Regions from separate parts of the Mus musculus genome. Here all the other regions are linked to region 1. Evidence: chromatin contacts called from public Hi-C and promoter capture Hi-C data. All regions are on one chromosome and are shown on one strand. Each heading gives the region's core, a stretch centred on a gene start, on an enhancer-like site or on the middle of the called end of the contact. The rest is flanking DNA. Distances are from core to core; before and after follow the strand shown. Region 1 holds the start of 6330415G19Rik (RIKEN cDNA 6330415G19 gene). Region 2 holds the start of Wdr27 (WD repeat domain 27). Region 3 holds the start of Lnpep (leucyl/cystinyl aminopeptidase). Region 4 holds the start of Spaca6 (sperm acrosome associated 6).

Evidence for each region. Promoter capture Hi-C pulls out the DNA fragments that hold promoters and counts their contacts. A called contact is a pair of places that touch in the nucleus more often than the background predicts.
Region 2: a promoter capture Hi-C map of cranial neural crest shows a contact between it and region 1. The contact joins the promoter of Wdr27 here to the promoter of 6330415G19Rik in region 1. A contact is called at or near these places in 3 of 39 promoter capture datasets (cranial neural crest, maxillary cranial neural crest and pre-B cells).
Region 3: a contact with region 1 is called in a Hi-C map of B cells, with 6 read pairs. The contact joins the promoter of Lnpep here to the promoter of 6330415G19Rik in region 1. A contact is called at or near these places in 2 of 39 promoter capture datasets (cranial neural crest and pre-B cells) and 1 of 484 Hi-C or Micro-C datasets (B cells).
Region 4: a contact with region 1 is called in a Hi-C map of rod photoreceptor, with 6 times the contacts expected there. The contact joins the promoter of Spaca6 here to the promoter of 6330415G19Rik in region 1. A contact is called at or near these places in 4 of 39 promoter capture datasets (cranial neural crest, frontonasal cranial neural crest, maxillary cranial neural crest and 1 more) and 1 of 484 Hi-C or Micro-C datasets (rod photoreceptor).

The regions. Positions count from the first base shown.
Region 1 is chr17:23,549,369-23,552,366 of GRCm38.p6, reverse strand. 6330415G19Rik (RIKEN cDNA 6330415G19 gene) reads right to left here and starts at 1,568. Exons shown (of 2, transcript NR_126484.1): 1 at 1,467-1,568. n-TRccg2 (a tRNA gene) reads left to right here and starts at 2,032; the gene lies at 2,032-2,104. It also overlaps the pseudogene Casp16.
Region 2 is chr17:14,941,623-14,944,620 of GRCm38.p6, reverse strand. It overlaps Wdr27 (WD repeat domain 27), which reads left to right and starts at 1,497. Exons shown (of 25, transcript NM_175173.3): 1 at 1,497-1,524. It overlaps 1600012H06Rik (RIKEN cDNA 1600012H06 gene), which reads right to left and starts at 1,437. Exons shown (of 2, transcript NM_026451.2): 1 at 1,302-1,437; 2 at 1-1,054. The coding sequence starts at 1,008. The coding sequence ends at 451.
Region 3 is chr17:17,623,009-17,626,006 of GRCm38.p6, reverse strand. It overlaps Lnpep (leucyl/cystinyl aminopeptidase), which reads left to right and starts at 1,518. Exons shown (of 18, transcript NM_172827.3): 1 at 1,518-1,613. The coding sequence starts at 1,595.
Region 4 is chr17:17,829,452-17,832,449 of GRCm38.p6, reverse strand. It overlaps Spaca6 (sperm acrosome associated 6), which reads right to left and starts at 1,475. Exons shown (of 9, transcript NM_001162909.1): 1 at 1,188-1,475; 2 at 311-391. The coding sequence starts at 1,446. It overlaps Mir99b (microRNA 99b), which reads right to left and starts at 2,262; the gene lies at 2,193-2,262. Mirlet7e (microRNA let7e) reads right to left here and starts at 2,098; the gene lies at 2,006-2,098. It overlaps Mir125a (microRNA 125a), which reads right to left and starts at 1,638; the gene lies at 1,571-1,638.

The DNA.
Region 1 (2,998 bases), core at 319-2,818:
TTCAGGCGCCTGTCCACTGTTTGGTACCTAGCAAGTCCACAGTAAATATTTGTTGTACATTGATTATACCCAAATATTCACTCTACAAATATCGGCAACTTCTTCCTGATGCAAGAAGTCCCTGACCCTGTGCTGGTCTGAAGCCAGTTACCCAGAATGCTCTCTGCTTCCCCTCCTCACTTCTTCCACCCACAATAGGCCACTGAAGGTTGGGATGTCAGCCCAAGGTTGACTCTGACCCCATCCCCTCACCTAGGCTGTGTGGCTTATCGGGATGAAAAGGGCTCGGACTTTGTCCAGACACTGGTGGAGGTCATCAGAGCCAACCCTGGAAGAGATCTCCTTGAGCTGCTGACTGAGGTGTGAGGAACGGGGTTAGGAGGGGAGAAAGAGGGGCTGGATCTGTGGGAGTGTTCTCATTACCTTCCACTTAACCCAGGGAAAGGAGAAGCAAGGAGAAGGCTCTCTCTCTCTCTCTCTCTCTCTCTCTCCCTCCCTCCCTCCCTCCCTCCCTCCCTCCCTCCCTCCCTCCCTCCCTCCCTCCCTCTTGCCCTCACATCAAGAGATGCTCAAATACAGGGCACATTGGTCAGACAAACTCAGCAGCAGCTATTACATACACTAAATAAAGTTCAGGAGAGGAGGACACCAGAAGCCATTGGGAGGAGGGGACTGAGGTGGGGGGTATACTGGGAAGTAGAAGGAGCCAGCAGGGGGTGCAGGAAGGGAGGTGCCACTGGGTTGTTACAGAATAGGGTCAGTTCATTTGTACAGTTTTGCAGGCTAATAGGGAGGTCCTCTTCTTGTGTTGAGGTCAGGGTGGGCAATGCTGGTCTGGCTGATTATATGATTATATATATGGGGTGGGGAGCCTTTCCCTTTGGGTGGGGGACTTTTTGGTTGAGAGCAAGGAGCTCATGTAAAACTGCTGGGTTAGTATTAGGCTCAAAGATGATTAGGTAGCACTTGAAATTTTAGGCTTACAGAACAACAGACACAAGAGTCGGTCATTGAGGAGCATGCCTGTAGCTGGGAGGTAGTGGCAGGACCAGAGACTGAGACCAGCCTAGGATTCATAGACTATTTCAGAAAGTATCGACCTCTCCGCAAAAACCCCTCCAGCAGACAATGACTGCAGTGGGTGTGATGGACTGAGCCCCTCAGGGCCTAGCTGAGTGTCAACAGGGTCAACAGGCGGGTGTGTGAGCTGGACGTCCTGGGGCCAGACAGTGATGAGCTGTGCAAAGCCTGCCTGGAGATCCGCAGCTTGCTCAGGCGCCGGCTCTGTTTATAGGACGAGCAACCTCACCACTTCCCCTACATCCCCTCTTCACACCCTGTCATCGATGCAGCAGTTTGGGCGTGGGAGCTCACATAGCGCCAATAAATATGTATGTGTTCATGATCGGCGTGCTCCGGAAAATGTATGCTCTTTCTGAAATACGTGAGATAATGGGGAAAGTTACCTGGTAGTAGATAGGGGATCGACTGTGCTCTCGGGAACCAGAGGTTGAATCGGGTCTGTGCTTCCTGTCTGGGACTACGGAACCTCACAAGGCTGACCTGGATATGCTGGGAGAGGCTTAGGGAGAAAGAAGTTCTGGGAAGGATCATCTCCGGAACTATAACTCTCGCCTCGCTGAGTCCCTGATGCGGGCGGTCTCAATCTCCACATGGCGCTGGGGCCATGGAGTTGCCAGAGAGGCGAGCCAGCACGGGTCTGGAGACTGGAAAAGACAATTGTGGATACTTCAGTGACGTGATAGGGCAAGTTCATGTGGGTTGTCCCTGGTCTTGAGTTGAGGGCCAGCCAATGGAGGAGATCTGAAAGACGAGCCTCTAGGATCCGGAAGGGCTTCTGCTGACTGACTGCTCAGGAGTCTGATTATATCGGTTCAAACTTGTGGAGGCTCCTTTGAGACTGTCACTAAATAGATTGGCTCAATAGGTAGGATTTTTCTTTGGTTTAAGCATGCGCAGTAGGCGCTTGAATAAGTCTTATGGAGAGAGCTAAGGCCTGAGTCAGTGTAGGGCCGCGTGGCCTAATGGATAAGGCGTCTGATTCCGGATCAGAAGATTGGGGGTTCGAGTCCCTTCGTGGTCGCTGCGTGCATTTGCTTTTTAAAAACCTACCTTAAAATTTCCCATTCTCAAATTTGCTTTTCAAACTCTTGTCTGGTACCCCGGAAGGAAGACCAGCATGTTTGTATTAAGTAGGTGAAGTTATTATCTCAAGACAGACTACGAGCAGCTCGAATTAGTGCCAAGGAAAGGAACCGAATAGATGCTAGATTGGATTGCTTACGTGGTGGGTGGGAGGTGTCCCAAGGGAACGTTAAAGACATTTGATTAAAATAAAAAACTCAGTAGGCTATCTGGGTGAATGCAATTGTCACTGAACTGAACACTTGAAAATAACTAAAGCAGTAAATTCGGTTTATATGTCCACAGCTTTAAAATCCATGAAACAGTAAGAAAATTAGATTTCTTACAATGTCCAGGCACACCTGTAATGCCGGTATTTAGGAGGCGGAGGCAGGGGAATTAAAAGCCACTGGGCTACATGAGATCCTGTCTCAACAACAACAGAGGCGTCTCCTTACAGGTCCAGTGTAAATATAAATTTTTAAATAGCAAGAATATGTCCCAGATTGAGTTGACATTTAACCTGGTGTGTGTGTGTGGGATATCTCTATTTAAGGGATTCGGTCTAAGTGGAACCGTTGTCATCCCTACAACTCCCAGGAGAACCACAGAATGGGAGGGCGGGGTACCAGCTCACGTGACAGAGCCTTGTGCAGAATAATTTTCTCTTTAATGTTACAGTGGCTTAATAAAGCTTGCAAATATGTTATATCAGACACACACATGAGATAAAGGAGAGTCAAAAGGACACGAGGATAACGCAACTGGGCCGGAACCCACAAGCCTCAAGCCAAAACTCGACCTCAGGTTCTTCCGACTGTGCTGTTTAGTTGTTGCTGTTGTTGTTTAATTT
Region 2 (2,998 bases), core at 248-2,747, 8.6 Mb after region 1:
CCCTACTGTGCAGAGGCTCTGGGAAGAGCGAACCTGTCACTGCATTTTCCACCTGGCTTTAAAATGTTAAAGACTTTAAAACTCGAAGTGCTGTACTTCATTTAAATGTCTATAAATTCTACAGTCATCAACTTCTGCACCAGCAGTAAAGTTTAATCTGATTTATACAGCCTGTTACTGTAATCTTCTTACTCACCTGACTAACCAAAATGCATTTAAACATTTTATTGAGCAGACTCCTTTTTATAGGAATTTTAATCTCTAAAATATTGTGCTTGCTGCTTTTCCTGCTTGGGGAGTAAACTGAGGTAACAAAACTGTATGGCTTTATTTTTCCATCCTAGTCTAGAAAAAAGTAACCAGAGTTTCACCAGGTCAAGTAGCTAGGTTCGCAGCAAACTGTAATCGCTCTGTGAAAATAAGGGTTTGTGCTCCAGCATATTCAAGGGATCAGAAGAGAATTTCAAGCACCAGTTTCAAAATGCTAATCAATATCGTCCAGAGAACTGATTCCTCCTCTTGGGCTGCCTCTTCTGGAGCGTAAGCCTGCTGCTGACTGGCTCCTGTTGGGTCAGTGAAATAGGCAGCCTCTCCGAATGGGTACTGATCCACAGTTCTGTCATAGTATACCCTCATCTCAAAGTCGCTCTCATGGTGAGAGGGGTGTCCATAAATTCCTATCCCGACCGGTCGCTGGAAGTGTGCCGGTATAGAGACCACATCCTGGCCGCAAGTGACAGACTGCAGCTCATAGTCGTCGAAGCTCGGGTGCGGAGTGCTGTCCGACACGTACAGGTCCGCATCCCCTCTCAGGCTCTGCATCCTGAGAATAATTTTACCCTCATGGTTCAACCGCAAGTAGCTGTAATTCCCGGCTCCTATTTGGCCCTGGACCACGTGCAGAAGGAGCCACTCCTCCGGGACGTCGTCGTCTTCCAAACATTTTACCAGGGTCACCACCTGGGACGCCAGGATCATCAACAGGGCGCGCCTCCAGGGAGTAGCCATCGCTGGGGCACTCAACTCGGGGACTCCCTCATCTGCAGTCGCTGTGCTGGGAAGGTACGGGTGACAGGCGTGACCCGAGGTGCTCGTCCACGCAGACCAAGATTCGTGCACCTGGGTCCCGGGAACCGACGGTGGGGAAGGGGAAGGAGAGAAGGGATAAAGAGTAGGGAACAGCAGAGAGGGAGGAGCAGAGGAGGCGGGTGGGAAGAGGGAAGCGGTAAGAGGGACCTTAGGACAGGCCCCTGGGGGCGCAGGTGTCTGGAGAATAGCGAGGTCGCCAACCCCGAACTCACCGCCACGCCCCGCAGGCCACGCAGCACCCGCAGCACCCGGGCTCAGCCTGGAACTCGCCCCAGCTGGCGGAAAAGAGGCCGCGCCCGGAAGTGTGGTACTCCGGAAGCGAGGGCTTTTGGGAACCAACTCCGGCCTAAGGGACCGGAAGTGAGGTAACGCCAGGCTCTCGCGAGAATAGAGCAGCTTTCCCCCGTAACCATAGCGACGCGGCTGGCGTGGTCGGTGAGTTCCGGGGAAAGTGGGCTGGACGGTCGGTGAGGCTGCCAGGGATTGCAGCTTGCGACAAGCTCCCTTGAGGGGATGACTGGGAAGCCTGCTCCCGGATGGCGGAGGGCCGAGCCGCGCCCGGTCCAGCCTTCTCCTCCCGCGCCCCCAGAGCCGCGCGTGAGTGGCCTCCCTAAGCCCTGCAGCACAAGCCCCTGAGTGCGGGCAGCACCGGGAGGGACACTTTTGGATTTGTCTTAAACCATGACAGAAGGGAAATATAAATTTCAACATGAGAACTACTAGTAAGAAATGATTCCTCCCCCCCCCCCAAGCCCACAATTGCCATCACCCCACCCCCCACATTTTTTTGGGAAGTAATTTAGTAATTAGAAAACTTAGTGTACATTTAATCAAGTTTAGTGGCGAGTTCTTTAGCCTTTGCTTTTTCCAGCTTGGCAACGCGAGCCACAGACTTAGGGCCCAGCACGTTGCCTCCTCAGTGGCGACGGATCTCGTTATATCTGTGATTACAATTGATCCTAATAGCTTCCACCAGCTTAGCCAGAGCACCCTTGTCTTCCGGGTTAACCTATGTGAAGGCAACAGTGGTGCATTTCTTCCTGTGGACCAGGCGCCCCAACCTGGGCAGGACAAGCAGGAAAACCACCAGCTCAATGGGGTCTACATCATGGGCAATCACCACCAGCTGAGCCTTCTTGTTCTCCACCAAGGTGGTGACTATATTGACTCCTGCTCAATGGACAGGTGGTCTCTTAGTTGGGACGTCGCCTTTGCCAGCAGCTTTCTTCTCAGCAGGGGCCAGTAGCCTTTGCTTCTTTTGCGTTGTCTCTGGCCTGTACTTGTGGGCAAGCTGTTTGCCTGTCCAGGGCCTGGGTGAACTGGTTAATGGCAGGAGGGACTTTGAGCCGCTTGTAGAGGATGGCTCTTTGCCGCTGCAGCATGATGTAGCGGGGCCATTTGATGAAGCGTGTAAGATCTCTTTTGGGCTGGATGTCCTTCCCAAATGGCGAAATTCGTGGGCCTTTTCTCAAACTAAGGATTGACCACTTTTTTGGCCTCCTGGTCCTTGACACCGGCGATGCTCAGGGTCACCTTCTTCCCTTGGCTGTCTTTCCTTTAGGCATCTTGCTTGGCTGGAGGAGAAAGCATGCACACAGTTCTTAAGACTAGATTTCATGTCTGGAGACTTTTCCTGGTTTATAAATGGGTGGAAAGGCAAGAAGTTCTTTGTCTCATTTTACAAGAACACCAATCGCATCAAGGAGGTTCCACATTCAAGACCGAGATTACCTCCCATTGTCCCTCTGAGCCTTAAGACCATCATCACCTTGGAAGACAGAGTTCAATATGGAATATTTGTGGGAGACACATTTAAATAAGAGCATTAGGTAATACATGCAGTATAATGGCCCAAAAGTTCAAAATTAGTAGGCCAACAAAAGCAGGATACCAGTTACTTCGTAGCTTA
Region 3 (2,998 bases), core at 269-2,768, 5.9 Mb after region 1:
TTTGAGTTAAGAAAATGACAGGAAGAAGTAAGCAAACAAAACACAAAGCTGTGGAACAATTTTGCAAGGAGGGTTTTGTTTTGTTTAAAAAAAAATAAGTAAAGGTACGGTTAACGATGCTGAATAAATCGCGCCAACTTCTAGGAGCCTTATGAAAGCTTCGGGGCCATTAAAGGGCGAGAATGTTAATGAGGTCCCAGAGTTAGGTAAGGAGTTTAGTGGTTACTCCAAGTACAGTTGGTTTTCACAGGGCGTTGTAAAACAGGAGTGGAACGTAGTGGATGTAATACAATCGACCTCTTAAAAACACTGCACTTCGGGTTTACTTCTTTGAACGTAGAATTTCCTTATCGATCGAACATCATCCCTTTCTCCTCTTTCGCCCAGGATATTTGTACAGGTTTAGATTTTGTTTGCACGGGTTGACAGCCTGGGAGGAGGAGTGTGTGACAGTTGGCTCGCGCAGTGAGGCCAAGGCCTAGCCAAGTCGCCGCAGGGGACGAAGCAGTGAGTGGGGAGGAAAGAGGAGCTGTGGCTGCGGTTGGGAGGGATGGGGGAGCCTCTTCGCGGGGTGTTGACTTCCGGCAGTTGGAGAAACAGGAGCTAGCAGGAGCTAACGCGGTCTCTACGTGTCTCGTAGGCTGCCGGGGACCGCCCCGATTTGGCACCGGAAACAATGGGGCCCGAGGCAAAGGCGCGAGTACTAGGGGAAGGGGGAACTTGGCTCCCTCCGGTCTAGCCCCGCGGAATCAGGCCGTGTACCCTGAAGGCTGGGAGCAGCCAACTGCTGGTGTCGAGTAAGGACAGGACTAGGCAGGCGGGCCTCTCTGCACACAACCTCTGCGCGCACGGTCCGTTCTCCTACACCCCGCTCCGGGTTTTGAGATCTGCTCGCAGTTCTAAGCCCAGCCCTAAGCAAAGGGCACCGATCGACTCCCGGGCCCCTCCCTTCCTCTGGCCTCCGGCTTTGCTGCAGCAGCAGCTGCTGCAGGGCGTTCTGCTAAAGGAGGGAAGTCGGGCCGACCACCGCCGCAGGGCTTGCTCCGGCGGTTAAGAAGAGCGCCGCCCCGGGCTAGCCCAGCGTAGAGGCCGACCCACCCTGGGCCTTGTCTTGCTTTCAGAACGCGAAGGGCGACAACCCCTCTGGCGACAGCATCACCGGCCGCATTTCCGGGCTCAGTACTGGGGTGGCCGCACCCGAAACACGGCCGGATGCAGTAGTAGGTGTACCAGTTGTCTGAACCGGGGTACTACAGCTCTGCGGCACAGACAGCGCGGCGGCTAGAAGTGAGCTCCGGGGGTGGGGCTCTAAGCCCCGCCCCAGCACTGCGCTCCTCCCCGCCGCCCCTGGGCGGAGTGGGCCTAGGGTTGAGCGATGCTTAGCGTCCACGCCTCAGTGGGTCTTTTGCAGCAGTTGCGAAAACCCGGAACGAAGGTGTTGTTGCCGTGCGGCGGAGCGGCGCCGCCCCTCGCCGCACCTCCCCGGCAGCCCTCGGAGGCCTTTGCTGGGCATGCTCAGTCGTCAGGACCGCTTCGGCTCTCGGAGTAGGAAGCTTGGGGCGCTGGGCTGGTAAGGACCCGCGGCGGGGCGAAGATGGAGTCCTTTACCAATGGTGAGTGGCTAGCCCGAGTCGCGGATTCCCGGGCTCTCAGGGTCCAGAGGGTCAGATGTGGCAAGGGGGTCAGGCTGCAGGCATCCCTGCCAAGGGTTTCCCAGGCGGGCCGGGGGGCGGCAGAGGGGCCAGGGTCGGCTGGGGCAGGCGTGAAGGTCAGCCCTCTCCCGGGGGCCAGCCCCGAACCTCCAGGTGAGGTAGTCGGCAAAGTTTGGGATGCTTGCGCGGTGGAGGGGGCGGCGGCAAAGTTGGCAACGGCGTTGGTCCTGGGGGAAGCGGCCGCGGCCAGGAGAAGCTGCGGCCCCGGCGAAAGCCTACTCGTGCGGGGAGCCTGGAGCTGTCCGCCCGTCCTTCACCGAGCTGTCCGCATGCCTTTCCGTAACAGGGCGGGGTGGGGCCGCGGCTGGCAGCGTGATTTAGTGCACTGCAGGGAAGGAAACTTACCGGGGGCTGGCTAGTACTGCTCGGTGTGGCGAAGATGCCGCCCCGCATTGCCACCCGTCTGCCTACCGCTGCTCCGCAGGTCGACCAAACTTCTTTTTACCAGCTAGTGATGTTTGATCTTCTAGTTAGAGATCCATTGAATATCAATGGCCCTTGTTGGGCTTATATCATAAGGTGGCATGGGTGTGTGTGTGTGAAAGTCAAAGCAGTCTGTGTCCAGAAAATAGCCACGGCCCTTTACTTCATGGCTTTTGTCTGGGCTTGTAGTGCTTGAGTCTCAATATAGAGGTGAGATGATGTCTCACCATTTTATGGTGTTTAAATATATGGATTCCACTTTAGGATGGAAAGTAGGAAAACTGCTAATAAAGGGTAGGGCTTAATGAGATTAGAGGATCCACTTTCTACTTGGCATGTGTTTCCAGTGTGGTTGGTTACTTCAGGTAGGTAGAAAGTCAGATTAATGGGAGAGAAGCATATTATTGTTGGGAGGGGGGTCGCATGCCACTTAAGGAACTGGGAAGGGGGAGGGGACACCCACTCTATCCACTCTAATGCCTAGGCTGGACTTTGTTGTGTTCTTTAACATTGTTTACCACATCGCTGGAGCTGTGACCTACTCATTATGTTCTCCTTTTCCCTAATTCGGGATGCTTTATTCTCCTGCCATCTTTCTGTCTGCAGTGTTTAATTAGGCTTAGTAATGACAGCTTTAACTCCAAATTTCTTTCTCATATGTGTTCTATTTGTAATTACCAAGTTTCTAAGAATAGTCTGGTAAACTTACTCAGAGAATTAAGGAAGATTTGAACTGAAAGGCACCATAGAGACCATCTAGGATTTGAGTGTAAAATGTGCTTAAAAGAGGTATAAAATTTTCCAAGACGTTTTCTTCCTTCTAGGCAGAATTATTGGAGCCTCCTTGTTTTAAATATGTAGGT
Region 4 (2,998 bases), core at 226-2,725, 5.7 Mb after region 1:
CAAGAATGACTCAATCTGAGAGCCTAAGAAATTTACTATCTTACAGGTGAGTAGTTGGAACCCAGGTTGAGAGGCAGGAACACATCCAGGCTTCAGAGTCCTGACAGTGAGAATCCCAGATAGGTCACATGTACTTGACCCCACAAAAGCTTCAGACTCCCTGTGACTTATTTACTTCCCTCAGTTCCTTGCCATCTTTGACTCCCCTCATCTCTGGAGTTTCCTCAACAAATAACCTAACTCAGACAGGTTCCCAGGGTCACTTCCTCAAGATGACTTTCCCCACCACTTATGCCCATAAAACACTCACCCCGTCGTCTAGCAGCCTTCTCCTGAAGAGAAACTGTCATCTGTGTAAATTCATCATGCAGGTAGCTCCTCTCATCATAGTCTGAAGGTAGATGAGACACCATGGCACAAACCTGGTTCCATGGTGTTCTCTATGTCCCACTCATGGCTGAATATCTCCAAGCCCTGTGATCATCCCAGATTCTATAGCCCCAGTCTATTGTTCTATGTGCCCCACCTAGAGCTCTCTCTCTCTCTCTCTCTCTCTCTCTCTGTGTGTGTGTGTGTGTGTGTGTGTGTGTGTGTGTGTGTTTCCCTAACCCTAACCTAAACCTTCAATCTTGGTATCTCTCCATCCATCTAATCTCTCTCTCTCTAGGCCTGTTACCTGGTACCCTGGATCTGCTTCCTCATCTACATCTTTACTCCAACCCCATTGGTCTCTGTCCCACCTATCTCTAGATCACTGTCTCTCTATTCTTCCTGAAACTACTCTCTGTATCTATACCTATGTCCCTCACTTTGGGACTCTGTTCCTGTCTTATCTCTATGTACCTTACTCTCTGTGTGTCTCTCATCTCTCTGGATTGATTCCTAGCTCTCTGTCCCTCTCTCCAGGTCTCTAATCTCCCCACTCATCTGTGTTCCCAATCCATATCCTCTCTCTGAGCAATGCTTCTACTTTTCCATCTCTTTCCCTTACTGTCTTTAGACTCTCTCTGAGGCACTGTTTTGTCTGTCTCCACCCCACTCTGGACCTGTTTCCTTCCATTGTTTCCACCTGTCTCTCTTCTCTGTGTCTATGTCATGATCCTGTACTTGGCTTTTCTTCTTGGAGTAGCTCAAGGAATCTCCTTCCCCTCCCCAGGGCCCTGGTTCAGGAAGGAGGGGCTCCTCACTGATTTTCATGTCTTTGAGATCTTCAAAAGCCCCTTCAAGCTCATTTCTGCACAGGTTTATCTTGGTTTCCTCTCTGCCCACAAACAGCTGGCAGACACGGAGGCGTTCCTCATAGGTAGTGAAGCAGAAGAGACAGGCCCACGTGGATGCCCTGAAGATCAGCAGGAACAACAGGACAATGCTCCCTACTAAGGAAATAAGACCCATAACAGAGGGTCTCCGGGTCTGAGGAGAAGATAGTGACCTTTGTGAGGTCATTGTGGGGGAGGGGGAGCCTGTGATCAGAGATTGAGTTTCAAATGATGGTCAAGCATCAGGCTCCAGCTAGAGGAAGGTTGCCAGGGGTCACCTGAAATCCCTAAATTTGTGGCTGGGCCAGGCGCCAGGCTCCCAAGAACCTCACCTGTGACCCTGGACGTCCTCACAGGTTAAAGGGTCTCAGGGACCCAGAGGCCGGCAGTGTAGCTATGGTGGACCAGAAAAACCCTTTTCCCCAGAGGTGGGAACGGGGAAGCGAGACAGAAACAGATACCCTAAGCCCCAGAAGATAGAAAGGAACCAGGAGATGCCTCAAAAAGCTCAGAAACCCAGTGTCACAGAGATACATTCACAGCACTAGAGAAACAGAAGCTTCTAGAACCCTAGAGACATTGGCATAAGAGACAGAGACAGAAAATTCGAAAATCTCAAGATGGCATAGAGACTGCAAAGAAAAGGGATAGGATAGAATGTGAACAGAGAAGACACCCCAGCTCCTATCAAGAACTCTTGGGCAATGGTGTGGACCTGGGGTCCCCGCCGGCCCCTTCCAGTGCAGGGCGCAGCCTGGGGAAAGCTAGGAGGCCGTATAGTGATCTCCTCGGGTGTCTTCCTCAACTATACAACCTCCTACCTCAGCCCGGGGGGCGCGGCAGGTGGGCAGATTGACAGATGGATTGATGGGAGACCAGAAGTAGGGAGGGTGGGGAGGGCCGGGGAGGTCCCAGCCGCGATGGTGAGCCCCCGACACGGACCCACAGACACGAGCTTGTGTGCGGCGAAGGCCCCGCAAGGTCGGTTCTACGGGTGGGTGCCAGGACCCAGGAGTCCGGGCCCCCGGCCCCCTCCTCCCCAAGGAACCCAGGAATTCAGTCCCAGCCCCAAAATCTAAGCCCCAGCCCCCCTCTTTCAAGGCCAGAGATCCAGACCTCAGCCCTCCTCCCTCAGTCCCAAAGCTTCCTCCCTTAGACTAAGGGGTAGTGGTCACAGCCCTCCCTCCCACAGATCCAGGGAAGCAGACCCTGCCGCCTTGCACTCAATTCTCCTCAGTCCAGACCCAGGGACTCAGTCCCTAACCCTCACAGTTCTCCTCCACCCCATAGCCCTCCCCGGCAGACTCAGGGTCCAACCAGGCACATCCCTTAGAGAAGACAATCTGGTTAGAGACCTGACTTCTGCACTGCAGAAAGGATGTATCCCCGTTTGTCTTGGCAATCTGAGCCCCTTCTGTAACCCCTAAAGGTTTCATATCCCAGGCCTGAGTTAAAGGCCTTCTGAGTATCAGAAGTCCTCATGGGTCTCATGGAATAATCCTATCTTTTCCAAAACCATTCTCAACCTTTGGGGTGATAGCTATGGTCAAGGAATAATGACACCAACCAGGACCCTGTCTCCTCAACACCTCCCAACTCAGAAATGAGGTCGCTCCCAGCACACAGGAGCCCCCAGAGGGGAAGCCACTAGACCAAAGTCAGTTGTCGGCAGGTGGGAGGAGCCCTAGGACCTGCACCCACCCTGAGGCTCTGAGCACAGAACTGGTCTTCTGGGGCTC